Regions from separate parts of the Mus musculus genome. Here region 1 is linked to region 2. The links are chromatin contacts, called in public promoter capture Hi-C maps. All regions are on one chromosome and are shown on one strand. The core of a region is the stretch at or near the end of the contact, and the rest is flanking DNA. Distances in the headings are between cores, read along the strand shown. Region 1 overlaps Daglb (diacylglycerol lipase, beta). Region 2 holds the start of 0610040B10Rik (RIKEN cDNA 0610040B10 gene).

The links. Promoter capture Hi-C pulls out the DNA fragments that hold promoters and counts their contacts.
Region 1: a promoter capture Hi-C map of neural stem cells shows a contact between it and region 2. The contact joins the enhancer-like site here to the promoter of 0610040B10Rik in region 2. A contact is called at or near these places in 2 of 39 promoter capture datasets (the C10 cell line and neural stem cells), 1 of 15 datasets of contacts at CTCF or cohesin (hippocampal excitatory neurons), 12 of 484 Hi-C or Micro-C datasets (the G1E-ER4 cell line, cerebral cortex, cortical neurons and 6 more), 5 of 115 datasets of contacts at active chromatin or transcription factors (the SCID.adh cell line, effector CD8 T cells, embryonic stem cells and 2 more) and 2 of 9 other capture datasets (liver and pancreatic islet).

The regions. Positions count from the first base shown.
Region 1 is chr5:143,498,930-143,503,353 of GRCm38.p6, reverse strand. It overlaps Daglb (diacylglycerol lipase, beta), which reads right to left. Exons shown (of 15, transcript NM_144915.3): 12 at 2,316-2,384; 13 at 2,157-2,229; 14 at 245-492; 15 at 1-147. Among named protein-coding and RNA genes, the nearest start is that of Rac1, 27 kb to the left of the region's middle. Within about 2 kb of position 1,558, at least 26 of the 459 cell types and tissues checked have an H3K27ac peak or open chromatin away from gene starts, as enhancers often do. A contact at or near this core is called in cerebral cortex and neural stem cells, where this site is marked.
Region 2 is chr5:143,327,313-143,331,783 of GRCm38.p6, reverse strand. 0610040B10Rik (RIKEN cDNA 0610040B10 gene) reads right to left here and starts at 2,476. Exons shown (of 2, transcript NR_027874.1): 1 at 2,431-2,476. It overlaps Zdhhc4 (zinc finger, DHHC domain containing 4), which reads left to right and starts at 2,546. Exons shown (of 8, transcript NM_028379.5): 1 at 2,546-2,618; 2 at 3,214-3,393.

The DNA of each region.
Region 1 (4,424 bases), core at 309-2,808, 170 kb before region 2:
GTCCTGTCGGCAAGCACTCTGTCCAGGGCCCGAATCATGACGTCAGGCATGTGGTCAATCAGCATCTTTGGGCCTATCAGGATCTTACTGAATTCTGCTTCGTGTGCCCACCTCGCTCTGTACTGGGCAGCAGAACAGCAGCCAAACCTCGAACAGAAGAGAATATCCATTAGTGAGGCTCCACATGGGGCAGATCTGAGTCGCCCTCAGTGGGTGGGCGTGACTCGAGGGTCACCATACTCACCTCCCTGAACCACCCTCCTCTTCCAGGTGGATGATCCTGCCAGGTGGGTACAGAGTGGGGTACTTGGTGGGGGAGTCCAGTGGGGAGTCGCTGGAACAGTAGCCCGGGGAGTATCGGGTTAGAAGTGTCTGCTCTCCAAGAAGAGGCTGAGTCAGGGCCCCCTGGGTGCCCTCATCCAGTTCAGTTGGAAAGTTATCAGGGCTTCCTCCGAACAGTCCGTACCAACAGCCATGCAGCAAGATCTTGTACTAAAAGGCGAGATCCAAGGGCTAGGTTGGTCTGGTGCTGGGTGGCAGCCTTCAGGCAGCCCTGTTTTACCACAACCATAGAGCCACCGTACTTGGAGCAATAGCCAAAACCCAAATCGTGACACACACACGTGTGTGTGTGTGTGTATATATATATATATATGTATGTGTGTGTATATGTGTGTGTATATACATATATGTGTATTTACATGTGTGTGTGTGTGTGTGCTAGAGATTGATCCCAAAGCTAAAACGTATACGTACTAAGACTGTATCACTGAGCTAACCCAGGAGATGGGTGCTACTTTCTAAAAAACTATTATCGAGAAAGCCTTGAATTCCATCCTCAGCACCATATACAACCAGGTACGGTAGTGCACACCTGTAATTCTGCACTTGGGAGGTAAAGGCAGAAGTTCATGGTCAACGGCTACACAGTTCAAGGCCAGCCCAGGTTACCTGAGACCCTATCTCAAGCAAAAACAAAAAAGCCAGTGGTGGCCTTTAATCCCAGTACTCAGGAGGCAGGGGGAGATTCGGGACAGCCTAGCGCTACACAGAGAAACCCTGTCTCACAAAAACAAAAACCTTAGATGTCTGGTAAGAAGCGAATATTAAAATTTCTGGTTAGCAACAGCATTTTTTTAAAGGGCAAGAAAATAAAAGCACCTACAGCCCGTGATACACACTTTGGCAGTGGTTTGAATACTGTCAAAACTCCCACGGACACAGATCTAGTCTTTATGAATATTGATCACATTTATTTTATGTGTTTCTGTGGTTGGCATGGCACATGTGTATGGTGAGGGTAGAGGGTCAGAGGACAAACTGTGGGACCTGGCTGTCTCCTCCACCCCCTTGGGTTCCAAGGGCTGTCCTCACACTGGGCTTGGTGCCACATGGCTTACCCACTAGGCTTCCCTCCCTCCTTCCCTTTCTAAAACTACCCAATGGCAATAGAACTAGGGACTCACACATGCTAGGCAACTGGTCTACCACTGAGCCCCAGCCCTGCCCCCTCCTTAGCTTCCTTTTGCTCTGCCTGGCCCGGCCTCACATTTTTGGCAGTCCTACCTCAGTCTCCCAGGTGCTGGGATTATAGGCCAACGCTAACTGTTGCCCCCCTCATGGCTATCAGCCTCTATTGGCTAAAGTCCTGTCTTCTCTTCCTGTGGGTGTGGGTTTGAACCTAGAGCCTCTTGAATGCTTAAGGAAGTGCTCTACCACTGAGTACACTCCCAAGCCTCTGCCATTAACACTTGTAATTACTTTTTTCTTTTTTAAAGTTAATTGTATGTGTGTGGAGATGAAGACTGGAGGGAGGTCCTCCCCAAACCATGAGGAGTGAATGCTGGTCAGACAGTCTGGCAAGCAAGCTGGCCCTAGAACTTCTCATAGTCTGTACGCGTCAGCCTTTGTCTAAGGCTGGGAACACTGTCACTGAAAGCCTGGGAGGATGGTCACAGCAGCCTGGACAGTAGCATTTCCCAGCTGTCACTCTGCATCTCAGACAGCAGAATCCCACAGAGGTCTGTTCACAGGGCAGAAGGAGACAGAGCAGGAAGTGTGCTGGCCAAGAGGCTGCAGCTGCGAGCCACTGCACCGGCCTGCCCCGCTGTGTGGGACCCCTCCTGCATGCCTCCTCCTGGCTGAGCCGTTGTTACCTTCGGCTTATTGCAGTTAGCGATCACTCTCAGGATCCTCCTCTTGAGGTCCTCCATGTTGGTCACACTTAACCTGTTTGGTAGAGAGAGCAGACTGAGCTCAGCACTCGGGGGTTGACAAGAGCTTGGACCTCTGGGCCAACCTCAACGCACACTGACCTGGGGATCACATCCATCCCTAGGATAAGCGACACGACAAAGTCCTTGGAGTACTCGTAAAGGGATTTGCTGGAATTCAAACAAGAGACAAGTCAGTCTAGGTTCTGCTGCTTCAGAGGGACAATAGAACAGCTGCCGGGGCAAAGTCAAAGCCCCAGGACACATTCAAGAAGAGAACGTGCCGGGGCGTGGTGGCGCACGCCTTTAATCCCAGCACTTGGGAGGCAGAGGCAGGCGGATTTCTGAGTTCGAGGCCAGCCTGGTCTACAAAGTGAGTTCCAGGACAGCCAGGACTACACAGGGAAACCCTGTCTCGAAAAACCACAAAAAAAAAAAAAAAAAAAAAAAAAAAAGAGAGAGAGAGAGAGAATGTACAGCTAAACCCTCAGATGATCCCTGGGACCCAGCAGACCCAGATGGCACAACCTCCCAAGGTGCCCTGGCAGTTTCTAAGCAGGCAGAGGCAAGAGGCTAGCCATAGGTCAGGCTGGCCCAGGGCGCTGACACAGGCCTGTGATCCCAGCCACTCAGGAGCGTGAGGCACGAAGACCGGCCTACCAGGGCTAGACTGAGTTCAAGGCCAGACTGTGTTCCTATCAAGCATTTAAGCAGTAGAGGGAGAAGGTTTGAGAACTGGGACTGACCAGCCTGGGCTACATAGTTAAGAAACTATCTAGAGAGCATTAAAAAGGAAACATGTAAGTAAAATATAAAGGTGAATAGCACCTAAGAAACGTAGACTTCTGGTGCAAAGGTCTCTTTTGGAGAGAATAAGAACTTGGGAACTGTGTTGACGACGAATTAGAAAACAAAGCTAAGTAACACCAAAAGGCAGGCCTCAAATCGCGCTTGCAATGCAAGGCTTCCAGTCTGGGCACACCTACAGGACCAGCACTCATGAAGCTCAAGTGGGGAGATCAAGACTCTGAGCCTAGCTGAGCTCCATGATGAGATCCAGGCCAGCATGGGCTACACTGTAAGACCTGGTCTCACACCAAAACCAAACACATCCCACACTGTTTCTGCATCTCTGTCTTCCTTGTATGAGTTATACCTCAACACAAGCAGAAACTTGGTTCTGACCTTTGTAGGTCACTCAGCTAAGCGGTGCAGAAGGACCTGAAACCCACTTCCCGTTTCTCAATCTCTGATGCCTTTTATCCAGCACGTGGCTGTTACGGTAACACTACAGAGAGAAGGTCAAGTCTGGCTCTGAGTGTGGCTGGCAGGAAGCATACAGGGCTAAAACCATCCACTCTGAATCAGGTCTGATTCCCCAGTGATCACTACCATTTTCTTTCTCTCTTTTAGGATTTATGTGTGTATGTATGTGTGAACATGTGTGTGTGTGTGTGTGTGTGTGTGTGTGTGTGAACACGTATGTGGTTGGCCACAGAGGCCAGGCGAGTGTCAGACCCCCAAGAGTTCGGGTAGTTGAGAGATCTGAACTCAGGAGCTCAGAGCTGTCTCTCCACCCTCCTACCTTGTTTTCAGTGTAATACAGACCATGCAGGTGGGACACAGCGTGGGTAAATGCGTACTCGTCTGGGGTGAATGTGTACTATGGATAGGAGCGCAGCCACATTAAGGACCCAATCCTCAGGCCCACAGGGCTGGGAGTGTTGACAGTGTGCAGAAGGGTCAGCCACAGCTTCCTCTTCCAGGATGGCTCCGCCCCCCAAGCCCCCACTGAGACACACTGCCCTGTTCTGAGCACTTTTGTCATCAACCTGCCCTCATTCAGCTTAGATGATAAATGTGCCAAGTGTCAGGGCTGCTGCAGCATCCCACATCCCCATCAGGGCACATGGCCGCTCGATCCCAGCCTTGTTGGACATGTTTCCATTGTTTCTTATTGCCCATTGCTCCAGTCAGGTGAAAAAATTCCCCAACAACAAAGGAAAAATAGCCGAATTCAGGCTGTGGGATAAGCTCTTCTCAACAAATTACCTGGTTTCTTATAGAAATAAGGGAAAAGCTGGCTGAAGTAGTATGCACCTGCAGGACTAGCACTCCTACTGTGAGATGTTGCACCTGCAGGACTAGCGCTCCTACTGTGAGATGGGAGGCAGAGACCTGACAATCAGGACAAACAGGAAGTTTGCAGGC
Region 2 (4,471 bases), core at 1,227-3,726:
AGACAAAGGAGAATAGAACATAGTGTCCACAGCAAGAATGTTTTGTTTTGTTTTTCCAGACTGAGCCTCACTGTATGGTCTGGCTATCCTAGAACTCACTATATACACTAGACTGGCCTCTAACTTACAGAAATCCATCTGCCCTTGCCTCCTTCTGGATGCTGGTATTAAAGGTATGCACCATCACTCCTGGCTGAAACTGTCTATAATAGAGATAGGTGTGTCCAATCTGTGGCCTACACACTGAATGCAGGGTCTTACGTAACCTAAGGTGGCTTCGAACTTGTGTAACTGAGGATGACTTTAAACTTACACTCCTTCTGCCTTCACCTCCCCAGAAATAGCATTAGAGGCTTGTGCCACCATGCTAGGTTTCACACGGTGCCTGAGATGGAACCCACGGTCTACCCAGTGACCTACAGCCCCAGTGGAGAGTTTGCAATTTCTATCGACTCTTATGTCCCCTTGAACAAGAAACTCAGCTGGTACCTATTAGTCAATATGTATTTAATGAATGAATATGTATTCATAAATACAAAGTGCTTTTTGGCCAGTCCTATAACCCCAGCACTCATGAAGCCCACTCAAGAGGTACCAGCCTGGGGTACATCATGAGAAATTACATCTCTCACCAAAAAAAAAGTTTGCAGAATACATATTAAATGAGGATGCTTCCATCACAGATGAGGTGGTCAGCGAAGATTTTGTCCTGGATAACTTAACTCACTTACATCCCAACCCTTCTCTTTGTGTGATATAACCAAAGGCAACAGAACACAAGATGAAATGGATGACGGAACCGAGAATCAAAGTTAGTCAGAACAGAAACTTTTAGAGAAGACCACGAAGTCCTTCATTTACATGGGGGAAAGAAAGAAAATTCAAGGTATTTAATTACAGCAGGGTGGAGAACTGCTTGATGAAGCAGTAGCTTTCTCTGGATGCCAGATGACCTCCGTAATGTAACCAGTCTTTCAGGACTCCCCACACCTGCTCACTCTGCTCCCAACATTGCAAAGGCCTTGGATACAATACATTCAGAAAGGTAGTTGTTTTCTTTCTTTTCTTTTTTTTTTTTTTCTAAAAGGAAAAAGAAATGAGAAGCTGGGGTAGGAAGCAAAGCAAACAGGAGAGGGGAGCTTTGAGGCTAATGCTTAGAGATCAGACATTTTTTTCCTCAAAGGGAACCTGTTTTTCAGAGGCGTCAAGAATAGTTCTCGGAGGACCTGGGGGGCACTCAGACAAAGCAGCACCCCCATCCCCTCCAGGAACCTTCTCAGTGCTATGTTTAGCAGCAGCTCCTCTCAAGCCAAGCCTGCCCATTATCAAAACAGCCTTTTTATCCTCAGGGATAAAACACTAGTCACTGCTCCCCACAGGGAGGACGTTAAAGCTGTGCACAGAGATGGCAGGAGTAGGGGCATGCGGTCAGCAGAACCTGACTCACAGGGGGACATACTGTGACCCCTGCAGTGGAACATGCTGGGACTGTTGGGACAGGGCCCAGTGGTGTGTCTGCCAGGAAGACACAGGTGTCCCTGTCTAGGTACCTGCTGGGTGGTCAAGGGTTACTGCTGAGTTCCCGCCAGGACATGCAAAGGCTCGGCACAGTCCAGCAGTTCTCCTGCACCGACCCAAGACAGCCTTCATATTCTGTCAAAAGTGCTCGAAAATTCCAGTTCCTGTGTTAGGTGTGCCTGCCATCCCAACCAAAGTTAGGCTGAGACAGGAGGTTCAAAAGCCCAAGGCCAGCCTGGTATAATTTGGTGGGACTTTAATTTTGTTTGCTCATTTGTTTTGTTTTGTTTTAGAAAAGGTCTAGCTATGTAGCCCTGCCTGTCCCGGAACTCATGTAAACAAGGCTGACCTCTGACTCAGAGAGACCTGCCTCTGTTTCCTTAGGGCGGTGAATAAAGTCATGGGCCACTATGCCTAGCTGAGATCATATTTTGGAAAGAAATTCTTAAAAAGAAAATAGCTAGGGCTGGAGAGATGGCTCAGCGGTTAAGAGCACTGACTGCTCTTCCAGAGGTCCTGAGTTCAAATCCCCCCAACCATATGGTGGCTCACAACCATCTGTAATGGGATTTGATGCCCTCTTCTGGTGTGTCTGGAGACAGCGACATTGGACTCACATAAAATAAATAAAACAAATCTTTTTTTTTTTTTAAAGAAGAAAAAGAAAATAGCTTTTTAAATCTACGCACATACAAGAAATCAGAATTACACTCAGCGGATCACAACAAGCAAACACACCCACAAGAATCAAATCAAGGCCACGAAAATGGGACGGGGTTGGGAGAACGAAGGACTCGTACATAGGCAGTAAATTGTCAAGTAATAATAAAAGTGCGAAGGAAGAGAGAGCAGAGGACGAGGGAGGGAGAAAGACAAACGTTAAGAGAAAAAGAAAAGAGAAAGAAAACCTACGACGGTACGAAAACACAATCGGCTCGCAGAACCAGAGGCCAAAGACAATAATTTCCGGCCTCCCGCTACTTTTTCCGTCGGAAGTCGCCTCCGTCGCGGGCACTGATGACGCCATGGACGCGCCGGAAGTCTTGGGGAGCGCTCCGCTGGGGTCCGCCGGCAGCGGCGGACGGTTGGCCCGGTTTGGGGTAAGGCGGCTCCGGAAGGCTCTGTGACACCCCGGCTGGGCGGCGGCCGTCGGGACCCCGTGTTTGAGTGAGAGCACAGTCCTCTCCGAGCCCCCTGCATCCCGCTCGCTGTGTCCCCTCCTCTTCCAGTCGTTGTCCGGGCTCCGGACGTAGTTGCCGTCTCCCAGCCTGCTTCCGAGCCTCCCTTGTCTCCTCTGAGCCTGATGCGTCCGGGATCTGGTTGTGGGATGGGCTCCATTCACCACTGCCCTTCCCTGGTTCCCCGCAGCTGCAGATTCTGTGACCTCAAGCATGCAAGGGCCTTGAATAATGTACCCGGAAAGTGTCCAGCAAAGGGAAACGACTGGGGCCCTACCCCATGTGGACAACCTCACCATGCGTCTGGACCCCGGTGTGGGCGCCTCAGTGATAGGCGTAGTGACAGTGACAGTGACAGCTAGAGGGATGATAGACCCCCAAACTAGTGGACTTTGAAGTTTTCTTCCCAGGTCAGCAGCGGTACAGCATCCTCTACTTCTGAATGCCTTTCACAGTGCACTCTGCCATGGAGACTTATTCAGCAGTATGTAAGTGTTGCGTTTGATTGTCTCCGCAGCCGGTTCCAGCCTCCTGGAACAACCATGTCGCCAGTTTTGCGCGTGCCAAATTCACGGCGCTGCCCAAGCGGAGCTGCTATCTGAATTCTCCTTGGATGTGGCAAAGGGAAATGAACGCAAAAGGTGCCGCTGGAAGTGTCCGACCTAGAGAAATATGTAGACCGGAGCCCTGTTACCTTGTGAGAATGGCATTTTTTTGTTTGTTTCCTTTTTGTTAATAGTTTCTGTTTTGATTCTCTGCGTTGGAATTTTGGTCCAGAATCCTGCCTCGTAAAGCCAATGTCAGTGTTCCCAGTTTCTTAACACGGGCTTTTTATATTTCATCATTCTGGTCTGGAGGGTGATGGGTGACATCATGACCACTGACCTGTTAAATATGCCCAAGTTTGGGTGTGGGACCCTGACTACCTCTAGGAGTTGCTCATTCTGATGAGGTCGGCGCAGGTTCTTTTGCAGGACTTTATCAGTATCCATGTGAATATTTAAAGATGTAAAAGGGTGTATTGCTGGGTGTGGTGGTGCACTTCTGGAATCCCAACCCTTTGAAAGCTGAGACAGGAGAATTCTGAGTTCCAAACTAGCCTGGCCTGCATAGTCAGATCCTGTCTCAAAAAACAAGGGGTTGGTGGGCTGGGAGCTCGCTCGGTGAGTGAGGGTGCTTGCTGTGCAAGCACAAAGTCCTGAGCTTGGATCCCCAGCACCAACGTGAGTGTGCTTTAATGCATGTCAGCCTCGCCACAAAACGTTGAGCTCCAGGTCCGAGCTACAGATCCCAGAGGCTCTCAGTCTTCCTAATGCTGTGACCTCTTAATACAGTTCTTCATGTTGTGGGGACCCTCGGCCATAAAGTTACTTTCCTTGCTACTTCACACGTGTGATTTTGCTTCTGTTACAAATCCTAATGTAAAGGTCTATCTATGCTTCTGGTTTGGCAGTGCAGATCTACAGTCCAGCATGGGGGAGGGGGACAGTAGGCTCTGTTGGGCTTGCTGGCCAGTCAGTCTAGCTGAGCTTGTGAGCTATAGGTTCAGAGAGGATAGGTTCAGAGAGGGAGCACATCATACAAGCTGTGGTAAGGGGCTGGGGTGGTGGCTATCTTATAGATTGCTTGCCCAGCATACGTGACATGAAGTCCTAGGTTCAATTCTCAATATTGATGGGGGTGGGGTGGGAAGGAACCCACTAGACTTGAGGTTGTCTTGACCAATACTTTGTATGGAGAGCTAGCTTAGCGAAGTACTTGTCTTGCAAGTGTGA